Regions from separate parts of the Mus musculus genome. Here region 2 is linked to region 1. Evidence: chromatin contacts called from public promoter capture Hi-C data. All regions are on one chromosome and are shown on one strand. The core of a region is the stretch at or near the end of the contact, and the rest is flanking DNA. Distances in the headings are between cores, read along the strand shown.

Region 1 (5,735 bases), core at 2,994-5,493:
CCTGATTCAATCCAGGTTTTGTGGTGGCCACACAGCTCTGTAACTGCACAACACCATGAACGCACTGCCAAGACCCGAGAGTGCCGACACATGGGTGCAGCACAGCACAAAGCCTACGGGGCCACCGGGAGCACCACAAGACCTCAGCCAGTTCACATAAGTTTCCTGAGACCCCAAAACCACCTTGTAAGAACTGGGGCATGGGGGAAGTGATGACAGCACCTATTTCACAAAGCCAACTAGAACATGGGAGGTTCTAAGCACGGAGCCTGGTGCGTTTCTGTGGTTATCATCAGAACGACGAAATGGCTGGCTGGCTGGCTCAGTGGTTGCCTGCTGCCAAGCCCCATGGCCAGAGTTCGATCCCCAAGGATCACATGGTAAAAGGAGAGAACCAATTTCTCAAGCTGTCCTCTGACCTCTACTCACACACTGAGACACACCTATACACACACACAGCAATATAGTTTTTAAAATCCCAAAAGAGCTGGGTGTGGTGGTATGTGCCTTTAACCTCAGCACTCAGGAGGCAGATGCAAAAGCAAGGAGATTTCTATAAATTCCAGGCTAGCCTAGTCTATATAACAAGTTTAGCTGCAGGCCAACAAAGAGTACATAGAGAGACCCTGTCAAAAAAAAAAAAAAAAGGAGGAGGGGGGTATAATAAAGCATCCATACTGCCTTGTCCTGTAGAGCCCTGCCCTGCTCAGTGCCCAGGCCCCTGAAGACACACATTTGAGACTTCTTCTTCTTCTTCTTCCTTATGGACCTTGCCTGCTCTTGGTGCAGAAGAGCTCAATGTGAGGTAGAGGATAACGTCATGATGCAACCTGAGCAGCCAAGGCCCACAGAGGACTGTCCCCAGCCACACAGAAAGTCCAGGAGGGTAAGCTCCAGGGCAGGGAGACACTCCTTCCCTGGGAGTGCCTGGTGGTGGGGACAGGGTGGGGACAGTCTCAGCCCTTCTCTAGATCTCTGTCCTTCTCAGTCAACAAGATGATGTCCAATGGGACCCAGCAACCCTTTTAGGGAAAGGACAGAATGGTTGGGGCTAGGAAAAAGAAACAAGAGACGTGTGTGTGTGTGTGTGTGTGTGTGTGCGCGCGCACACACGCGCGCGCGCACAAGCGTCCTTTGGGTAGATATATTCAACACATGTACATACATTTAACTACATCTGTGTGCACACTAAGTCTCTTTTAAAATACTTGGGCTAACCTTCGTCAGGACACTTTGAATTTGATGCTTGTGTCAGAACTTCCCCTACAGACAGCAGAACGAAACCTCATCTGAAAGTCAACAAGGGCACCACCCAGTGGGAAGATTGTAGCCACATAAACTTTCCATGAACTGCTCACTACAAGATGATCTTGGGTGAGTCTCGTACCTTCCCCTGGCCTCAGTATTGCTTACGATGAAATGGGTCTATCCAATCCTGACGTTAAGATTACATAAAATAGGAGTCCTTGTAGACAGAAAAGGCACAGGACACGAGAGACACAGGCAAGCACACAGGCATGAATGCTCTCCCTAAGTAAAGTTGAAGGCAGCAGCTGGAGGCAGAGAAAAGGAGCTGAGGGAGAGGTTTGGGGCACACGAACCCCCTCAGTTCAGGAGGGGTTCACCTCACCACAAGCAAAGCAGATATACAGGCAACTCCCTGCCCTCTGTCATCTGCAAGATACCCCACAGGTTGTCACTGCGCAGGCATGCAGGCACACAGCAGCTGGCCCAGGGTGACATGGATGGCTCCACAGCCTAGGGAACAGCTGATGTATCTGCAGGCAGTGACAGCCACCCTGCCTCCACCAAACGCTTCTCCCAAACCCAGGTTCAAAAGCCACTAGGGTCACTTTCTCCTAGGCGTCCCATGTTCAACTCATGGAAGGACTAAGTCTCCAATGCCTGACTTTACCCATAGAAGGGAGTCTGAGCGAGAGAGATGCTACTGGCTAAAGCCCAGAGAGGTTGAGTAACTTTCCAGGAGACAAACAGCTAATCAGTGGCAGAACAAACAAACAAAAGTTTCATCCATTAAAGAAGTAACATCCACCACCCATTCCAACCTCTTATGTGACCTGAATGAGAGGGCCCATCCCACACCCTTTGCAGATCTTACTCCTCTCTAAGAAAGTGAGAAACCAGAGAGTTCTGGGGAAGAACTAAGCTTATCTTAAGTGGAACTGTCAGCTGCCCCCTCTGCCATGGTAATTCTCTAGTCAAATGTTCCTTAGTTTTCCCAATAGATGCTGTCAGGTGAGGGCAGTCTGCCCCCAGTAACTAAAGAGGAGCCCCCTGGCTTATCCAGAGCTCGGCTCTGTTGGCTCCACCCCGACCCCTGAGAGAATCCCCAGCAGTCTCCTGGCCCCCCAGGAGGTGACTGGTGTGAAGAGGAAGGGCAGCGGTGGGCAGGATCTCCTGGGAAAGTTCCTGAAGCTGTGTTTGAAAGAAACACAGCCTTGTAGCCCGGTCATAACGGACTCCGGGAACTAGGTAAAGCAGAGATCCTAGAAGCAAGCTGAAGTGACCATGGAAACAGGAGCTGAGAGGCGCTGACAAGCCCCACCCCCTACCCCTACCCACCCCCCACCCCCACCTCCCCACCCCCGCCTCCTGGGTCGCCCTTTACATTCCAGGGCCCCCAGGAGCGCACCTCTGTGATGCTGTGTGCCTCGGTGACACCAACAGGGGGCCGAGACCCCAAGCATGCCAAGTGCACAGAGCGGAAAGGTCGTGCTCTGTTCCCTTCCCCTGCCAGGGGAAGATTCCCACATCCCCCCCCCCCCCCCGTACTCCCCACCAAGCCCAAGGGACCAGAAGACAAATACTCGCTGCACAAGTCAACTACAAGACCTGAGGTCAGACGCGGTTACTCCTGGGGAACAGGGGCGTGTCTAGGCCAGAGATCCCTAGATTTCGCCCACTTTACAAACTAAAAAGTTGCAACAATGATAACTCTAATCTGCCTGCTTTGTGGGATTCCTTTTATCCTAACTCCGACCCTGGGACCACCCACCCACCCACTTCTGCCACTCTAACCCCGCGGCGGTTAGTGAGTACCTGCTTCCTCAGCGCCTCGAAGGCTGCGCTGATGGTGTGCACCCGCGTCCGCTCCCTGGCGTTGGCCAGAAGCCTCCGGGTCTGCTGCAGGGCTTTGATCTCCGTTGAGGCGGCGGTCGCTTCGCCTGGCCGTTTCCTAGGCGACGCGGAAGAATCCGGGTGGTTATTGTAAATTACGTGTGAAATTGACGAGTAGGAACTTTCCCCCGGGCGCGTGGGGGGCGCAGGGCGCACGGGGGACTCTTGTGGCGCCGCTGGGGGTGCGAGAGGCGCGGATTGTGTGGGACGCGCGGGAGGGGCGCACAGCAAGATGCGGGGACGCAGAGCCTGCTCGCGGAAGGAGTGCGCCTCGGGATCCCCGGGTGCCAAGCTCTGAGATGCGGGAGGCGGCGGTGGCGTGGGTAGTCCCGGTCCCACTGTGCCCAGAGCGAAACCGCGTTTGCGCGCGTCAGAGACCTCAGGCGCTCTGATGCCCCGGAATTCCCTGGCTGTGTCTGTGCCTCCACCTGGAGGAACCGCCGGCGCCACTGAGGCTGGTACTGGGGTCGCGATCGGGAACGGTTGTGTCCTGTCCCGAAGCCCGTTGGTGGCGGCGGTGGTGCTGACTGTGGCGCCGAGCTCGGGAGCTTCCAAGTCCAATCGGAAAGTTTTATAGCCATTCGCGCGCCGCACCGGCTCCTTGCCTTTCCGCTTGAGCTTCTTGAGGCCGTTCAGTTCTTTAACGCACACAGTCTTCCACGGCCCGTCCTCGAGGACCGGGATGTGCTTCATGGCGAGGACGGCGTGAGGCTGGGGCGTGGGACTGCCCGGGACGCGCGCCCGCAGCGATCACTCTGCACGCCGCGCGCCTGGCTGTGCCGGGTGGCCGCCGCGCTGAGCGCCGCCTTGTCGCCGCGCTCTCTCCTCCTACCCTCCCTCCCCGGGTCCCTCCCTCGCACCCCCACTCCCGGGGCAGCTGCGCCTCCGGCTCCGTGAAGCCTTGGAGGCTGCCGGTTCCCCGGGAGAGCTCAGAGTGTCATCTGAAGTCGCTGCCGCCCTGCCAGCATTTCTGCAGAACGCCCGCTGCGCTCCATCTGTGTTTGTTTAGCCTCAGTTTACACAGAAGCCCAGTTCGCAAGATCACTCAGCGCCGCCCGCCCGGAGAGGAGGCAGCTCCCGCCGCCGCCGCTGCCGCCTCCCGAGCCCAGGCCGCCCGAGCAGCGAGCGCCTTTAAAGAAACAGGAAGCATTTTTCAAAACAGCTGGGCTGAGGGCCGCCTCCTTTGTCCGCGTGCTCTCGGCCTCCCCCCACCCCTCATGCCTTGTGCCGGAACCTGCCTCCTCCTGCTCGCCCTCTCTGCCCCCTACCCAAGTTGGGGGCGCGCCTTCTCTCTCCAAAAACAGTCCGCACTGTCCACTACAGTCCCGAGCACGTGGCTGCTAATCGCTGTGGCCCTTCATTGCCCAGCCTTGTTGGCCTGGGGTGGGGGTGGGGGTGACGCAGCGCCGACCTTTCCCATCCAGAACCTTCCCTTCTACCTCCCACCCGAACTGTCCAACAGAGGGAGAAATCCCAGAGCTTCTGGGAGGGAAAGATAAGTGGGAGAGAAGAACCCCAGAGTGGCTGGTCATTGTCATCCAACTGCAAGAAGGCCTTCTCCCTTCTTGCCCCTATTTGCTGGGGCAGAGGCCTTAGGAACAGAACACCGGACATTGGGAAACTGAGAGATGCAAATGTCTGGTTTAGCAGATGTAACGTCGGTGAAGATCTTAAGTCATCTTACCCGAAGCGCCCTGCTAAACCCAGATTTACTCATCTATGAAATGAGGAATCTGGAGAACACCCATGCTTGTCACAGCCTGGCTGTGAAAGCCGCCACACAGGAGGTGCCAGGTCATCAGTAGCTGCGCTAATGTTATCAGCCAGGGCAGGACAGCTCCTCAAGCAGACAGAATTCTTAGGTCCAGAGCTCAAGGTTGCCATTTACTGAGCGACCTTGGCATTCGTCGTGCTGTCCCTCGGCACCTCTGGCTCCTTATGCCCAGGATAGGGGTCACAACCACACCTTCCTCCTGGGAATGATAACAATTGATTGAGCACAGAGCCTGATGCCAATTGGCCCCAGAGGTAGAGTTCACTCTCCAGACCCCCAGGCCCCTATTCCACTGGAAATCCTACTAGAAAGAAGAGGCTGACGGGGAGGCCCTCTCGGGACCCTCTGCACACACCTTCCCCTGTGCTGCCACGTAGAGTTGCTCTCTTCACCGAGCCTTCCTCCAATGGTCTCCTTTGAGGCAAGTGTCATTAAAAGGATGAAAGGAGATCGTATATGGCATTTGAATGGTGACCCTTGACACACTGGTGTAGTGAAACTATAACTCGGGGCTTAGCTAGAGTTGGGCAGAGTCACAAGCTGTGTTGCCCGTGGCAGTTAGTGTGTTAGATGCCTCCACGTGAGTGGATGCCATTCCTAACAACGGGCTCCACGAAAGCTGAACCCCAGCCCTTTTCTAATGTCTTCCAAAAGAAGGGAAAGACCACTGTAATTTGTCGGAATGGAAGGAAAGAGAGCAGTGATAGGGATGACATCTGTGTTGGGTAGACACACCCACCACCCCCACGTCTCCCTTTGGGCAACTTGAGGATCTGAACTTGGCAGTCACAGGATGGAAGGGTGTTCTGAGGAACAGAAGAGA
Region 2 (5,511 bases), core at 2,484-4,983, 160 kb before region 1:
ATGCCCCAGGAGTCTAAGACGAAAAACAAATTCTTTTTTTATGTATACAACATCCCATAGACTGGGCCAGAAAAAGGACTGCCGTTCCCTTGGCTTCAGTCTGTATCCATGGTCTTGACATGCTGTAATTTTAGTCACTGCTCAGAATGCTTAGGGGGCTGCATTGAGAGTCTGCTAGGAGTAACATGGCCAAGCACTCATGACAGCTCTGACATAGGGAGCAGATGAAAAAGGGACAGTCAGAACATGCACATACTGCACCCACGATGCCAGGTCTAGGGGGTTATATCTTTTTTTTATTACATTTTTTTATTTGGGAAGGGCACATGTATACCACAGTGCACATGTGGAGGTCAGAGGACAATCTTCAGGGTCAGCTCTTTCCTTCACCATGCGGGTAAGTGCTTTTACCCAGTGGGCCAGCCTGGACTATTTCTTATGGGAAGTAAAATCATAGTTCAGAGTAATGAAGACAGTCAGACTGTCTATAAACGAAGGCGTATGTGTTAGAATGTGTAGAACCTACCCAATTTTCCCTCTGGTCCTAATAGAAGGGATGCTGTGCTTCACGCCTGCCACAGAGAAAGCATGTCTCTGTTTCCTCCTCTTCAAAATCTAGACTAATGAAGTGGGGCACAGGCAGAGACGGAGGTATCCAAGTATCACAACCAACACGGCTCAGATCATCCCCCTGACCCTCGCTCTCCAAGCCCAGGAGTCCTTTCTCCAAAGGATTGTCTCAGTCAATGTTGGGCTCTTTCTTGGACCCTCACATCAAGCCACCCACACGTAGGACAGAGATCTAGATGGCATATTCTAGTTGCTGCCAGTCATTTGGAGATTAGAATGCTTTATGGTGGTTGTTCAACCCTCGCTGCTCGATCCCTCAGAGAGTCCTCCTACCATTCTGGCTTGCCCCATCCCTGGATCAGTATGGCTACCTAGAGAAATTCATGGAGCCAAGTGCAAGGTAAAACTACAGGGTGTTGAAAAATGAATCCAGGGCTGGGAATGTAGGTCAGTTTATACAGTGCTTGCCTGACATGCAGGAAAAAACCCAGGATTCTACACACACACATACACCCCCCCCCAGCCATATGAACCAATCCTGATGGTGCATGGTTGGAATCTCAGCTCTCAGGAGGTGAAGGCAGGAAGATCAGAAGTTCAAGGGCAACCTTAAATATATAGTGAGTTTGAGGCCAGCAAGAGCACACCATTCAGCCAACTGTAGAGTCCTATTGATCACCAGGCCTTTCTAACTCATAGACCCTATGCATGCTGTTCAATCTCAACTGTCAACTTGCCAGAGACCTAGAATTACCTAGGAGATAAGCACCTGGGAATGCCTTTGGAAGATTATCTTGATCTCGTTAATTGAGATAAGAAGACTGACCCACTGTGGGACCAGTCTCTAGGCTGAGATCCTGGGCTGTGTGAAAGGGATAGATTGATCTTTACCCTCCCTCTGCTTCCTTTGATCTGCAAAGTGACCAGCTGCTGCCCAAACTCCCCCACTAATGCAGACTGTAACATGTGACTCAAAATAAACCCTTCCTCCCTTAGTGTGATCTCGTTGGGAGTATTTTAACACAGAACAGCAAAAAGTAAGAAGTTACAGACCATTCAGTCTTCCATTCTAATGACAAAGGTCGTCAAGACCCTGGCCAGCATCCTACTGATTAATAGCAAGTAGCAGAACACTCCTGTATTTATGGGCACAGAGGGGCTGATGTCAGCATCAGTTTGTCTTCAGATGCTGACATTCCACCTCATTTGCTGACATTCACCACAGCATAATTCAGTGTGGGAGGAGGAATACTCACCCCCACAAACTCTGTTGTTTTGCCTTTGGTCCTACCCATGTGGTTATATCCTTGTGGTCCACAAAGGACAACCAGAGTCAGTTTTTGGAAGGAATGGGGCTGGACTCTGTTAGTGGAAACTCTTTCTCAGAATTGTACGAGGCAAAACGATCTTCACAGACTTTATTTTTAGCAGATGTTCTTCACTGGCACAGTGAAACGCACTGTCCGTCAACATTCTAGTAACATAGTAAAGTGTGTATTTATAAAGATGCTCTAATGCGTTGCCATGGAGTAAAGGACCTCTGTTTCCGTGGGATGTCCTTCCGAAATGTGTGCTGATGTCAGCTCCCTTTTTCTGGATAGGACGAGGCAGCAGGGGAGGAGGGAAAGGAAGGGGTAGCTCGCTTCACTTGTGCTGAGTTTTCTTTTGGCTGGGCTCCTTTCTGTGGGAGATTAGAGGAGAAAAGTTGGCCACCAAGGAAGGCCATGGCCTCCCTCATAACCTTCTCAACTATACCAGCTACTTTACTCATTGCTATGACAAAAACCAACATTAAGAAAGGAGGAGTTCATCTTAGCTGATATGTTGAGAGGGTCCAGTCTGGCATGGTGGGAAAGGCAAGGTAGCCTGATACAGATGATCATGTTGGGTCCAGTCTGGAAGCAGAGAGCCAGGAGGGCCATGCTCAGCTCATTTCCCCTCTTCTCCAGCTTTACTCAATGTTGATTCCTAACCTTCATGTTCCCCACACCCAAAGGTGTGTCTCCTCAGCATTCTAAACCAGTCACATTGATAGTGAAGATTAATCACCATACCCTTCCTCCTCGTCCTCCTCCTCCTCTACGTATTTACCATTCTTCAGACCCATGAGTATGAGGGGTTGAGGCAAACACTGCACATGAGAATCCAAGGGAGAGACATAAGTGGATCATAGCAGAGCCTAATTACCATGGTGAACAAAAATGGCTTAAAACCAACTCATCCTTAGCATCAAAAATGGCAGGATTGATGCCACATATAAACAGCAAAAGGATGCTAATGGTTAGGATGCTAATGGTTAGGATGCTGATGGAATGAATCTCAGGATGCTGATGGTTAGGATGCTAGTGGTTAAGATATAGAAGTTAGAGAGCCTACACTAGGCTACCCAGATTCCCAATGTTTAGGCTGTCCATTTGTCCTGATCTCTGTCACTAAATATTTCTTGCTGCAAGAACCAGTTTGGGTGAGGCTGAGCTTTCATCAAAACTCACTGACGTGTCATTCCACATAAGACCGACCAAGCTCTCGGCATGGCCTCGGGCAAAAGACAGGCATGAGAGTAAGCTGAGGCAGCACAAATGGATGGCAACCCTGCCTTTAAACCTCCACTCACTCCCCCATGTACAAGGTCTTAAAGAGATGCTTTGTGGGAAGATCTTACGAGAGAAGACAATGATAGCAGTAGCATTCTGGAACCAAGAAAGAAAGCAAAGGAGGAGACACATGACTGAGCAAAGAACACAAGCCAAACCCCAAGCCACAGGCTCTTCAGAGGTAGAAGAGGGGCTGACCAGATGGTCAGTCAGTAAAGTATTCGCCTTTCAAGTATGAGGACCTGAGTTTAATCCCCACAATGCACGCAAGACATGTGTGCAAGACAGGTGTGGTACCACCTACTCATAGTCTCAGCTCTGGCAAGGTAGAGAAACAGAAGGATCCCTGAAGCTTGCTGGTCAGCCAGCTAGCCTGCTTGGTGACTTCCAGGCCAGTGAAAGACACAACAAAAACTCCAGCTTCCAAACAAGAAACAAAACAATAAAACCAACCAACGAGACTGGTGGTGCCTGAGGATCAACATTGGAATTTGTTCTTTGGTTACCACATGCATGCCTACGTGCACAAACACAGAGAGATAGAAGAGAGAGCCCCAAGGACTTTGGAACGTGGCAGGCAACAGATGGGTAGTTAACGTGGAGACGACTGGGAAGAGGTCTAGATGAGAGGTTAAGTGTGTAGAGGTTACTTTGAACACTTGGTGGGCCATCCATGGAGGACCAGCTGGACTTGTGCTCTCTGGTGCATTTCCTTCCCTTGGATACTGCCTTGTCTCAATTCAACAGAAGTCAGAACTCTACTCTTCGAGTGTGGGCTTGGACCGGAAGACAATGGAATCTAAGTTGCAGAGAGAGATCGAAGAGAAATATTGATTACTATACTCAGCAACTTCTAGCCCTTTCAGTGCTGGGGGTGGCAACGTGCTGGAAGCCCGATCCTTGCTTTCCAAGCAGGAGCTTAGAAGACCGTCTCTCTCTCTCTCTGGGGAGACTGAGCAGAAACCTAGAGATGCTGTTGCAGGGGACTTCCTCTAAGATAGGGTCAGACTGCATCCTGATTGAGAATGACATCTGCAAATGACTTGGGCATTTGGAAGAGGAACGTGAATATGCAGTGCAGGGGCTGGAGAGATGGTCCACTGTATATACCACTTGCCATATACACATGAGAGCCTTAGCACCCACATAAATGCTGGGTGGACTTGGCAGCCCAGCCTGCCTGTAATTCCAGCACTCTGAAGCTAGACACAGATCCCCCAGAGCAAGCTGGGCAGCAAGTCTGTTTTGGAGAGCTCCAGGTTCAGTTAAGAAACCAGTTCTATCTCAATGACCACACTATGCCAGGCACCTGTGCCCATACACATGCAAACACACACACACATACATGCATACACATCACACACATATGTTGTAGTAAATCTCCAACTCCAATAAACCCATGCAAAACCACACAACTCAGTTATAATATTTATAAGCTACAACCTAGATTGACAGATCTACCACTACACTAATCTATTCCCCAGCTATGAGATCCCTTGCTACTTGTGGCTTCCTCAGGCCTTGTGGTTCTGCTCCATCTTCCTTCCACCTCTTTTTCCTCAGTCCTTCTCCTCTCTTGTTCTCTACTCTTCCCCAACTCTCTTGAACCTCCAGTCCCTTCCACTGCCCAATCGCAGACTCTAGCCTTTGTTTGACCAGTTAAAATGGGGAGAAGGGTCACATGAAATCACATGAGTACATGATCCACTCCTCAACGGGGCAGACCCTCCTGAGGAAGCAGAATTAACATCAGAATACAAACATCACCGGGCAACCCACAACATTTCTCCCTTCTGTCCAATTAGAAGGCTCTTTTCTTTCAGAAATAAATTGAGCATAACCATTACAACTATGTAAATTATAAAGTATGATATACACTTAACACCTAGTCCATCATATCTGTCAATTTAGATAAAGCAGACTACCATCTATCCTAACTTTAAAAGCTTACAATTTTATACCTGATTCTTATTTTGTTTTTAGCTTTAAAAAAATGACTGGTTCAGATATGGGAGGAGATGGGGGAGAAGTACAGAGGGCCAGGAATTTGAAAGGAGGTGTGTAGCAGAGGGGAAGGGGAACTGGGGGTGGCCACTAGAAAGTTCCATATGCCAGGTACCCAAGAGGTTCCCAGGACCCAACAGGGAGGACATTAGTTGAAATGCCCAACAAAGGGGAGAGAGAACATGTAGAGACCATATCCAGTGGAGAGGCATGGCCCCCGGTTGAGGAATGGGGCCACCCATCCACCTCAAAAATATCAATCCAGAATTGCTCCTGTCTAAAGGAAATGCAGGGACAAGGAGTAGAACAGAGACTGAAGGAAAGGCCATTCAGAGACTTCCCC

The links. Promoter capture Hi-C pulls out the DNA fragments that hold promoters and counts their contacts.
Region 2: a promoter capture Hi-C map of liver shows a contact between it and region 1, with 2.0 times the contacts expected there. The contact joins the enhancer-like site here to the promoter of Atoh8 in region 1. A contact is called at or near these places in 5 of 39 promoter capture datasets (embryonic stem cells, hematopoietic stem and progenitor cells, liver and 1 more), 1 of 484 Hi-C or Micro-C datasets (liver), 3 of 115 datasets of contacts at active chromatin or transcription factors (embryonic stem cells and pancreatic cancer cells) and 2 of 9 other capture datasets (adipose tissue and liver).

What each region holds. Positions count from the first base shown.
Region 1 is chr6:72,231,334-72,237,068 of GRCm38.p6, forward strand. Atoh8 (atonal bHLH transcription factor 8) reads right to left here and starts at 4,244. Exons shown (of 3, transcript NM_153778.3): 1 at 3,061-4,244. The coding sequence starts at 3,831. It overlaps Gm52906 (a long non-coding RNA gene), which reads left to right and starts at 289. Exons shown (of 3, transcript XR_003956452.1): 1 at 289-380; 2 at 790-886; 3 at 1,228-1,395.
Region 2 is chr6:72,074,663-72,080,173 of GRCm38.p6, forward strand. No RefSeq gene overlaps it. Among named protein-coding and RNA genes, the nearest start is that of St3gal5, 20 kb to the right of the region's middle. Within about 2 kb of position 3,734, at least 6 of the 459 cell types and tissues checked have an H3K27ac peak or open chromatin away from gene starts, as enhancers often do. A contact at or near this core is called in liver, where this site is marked.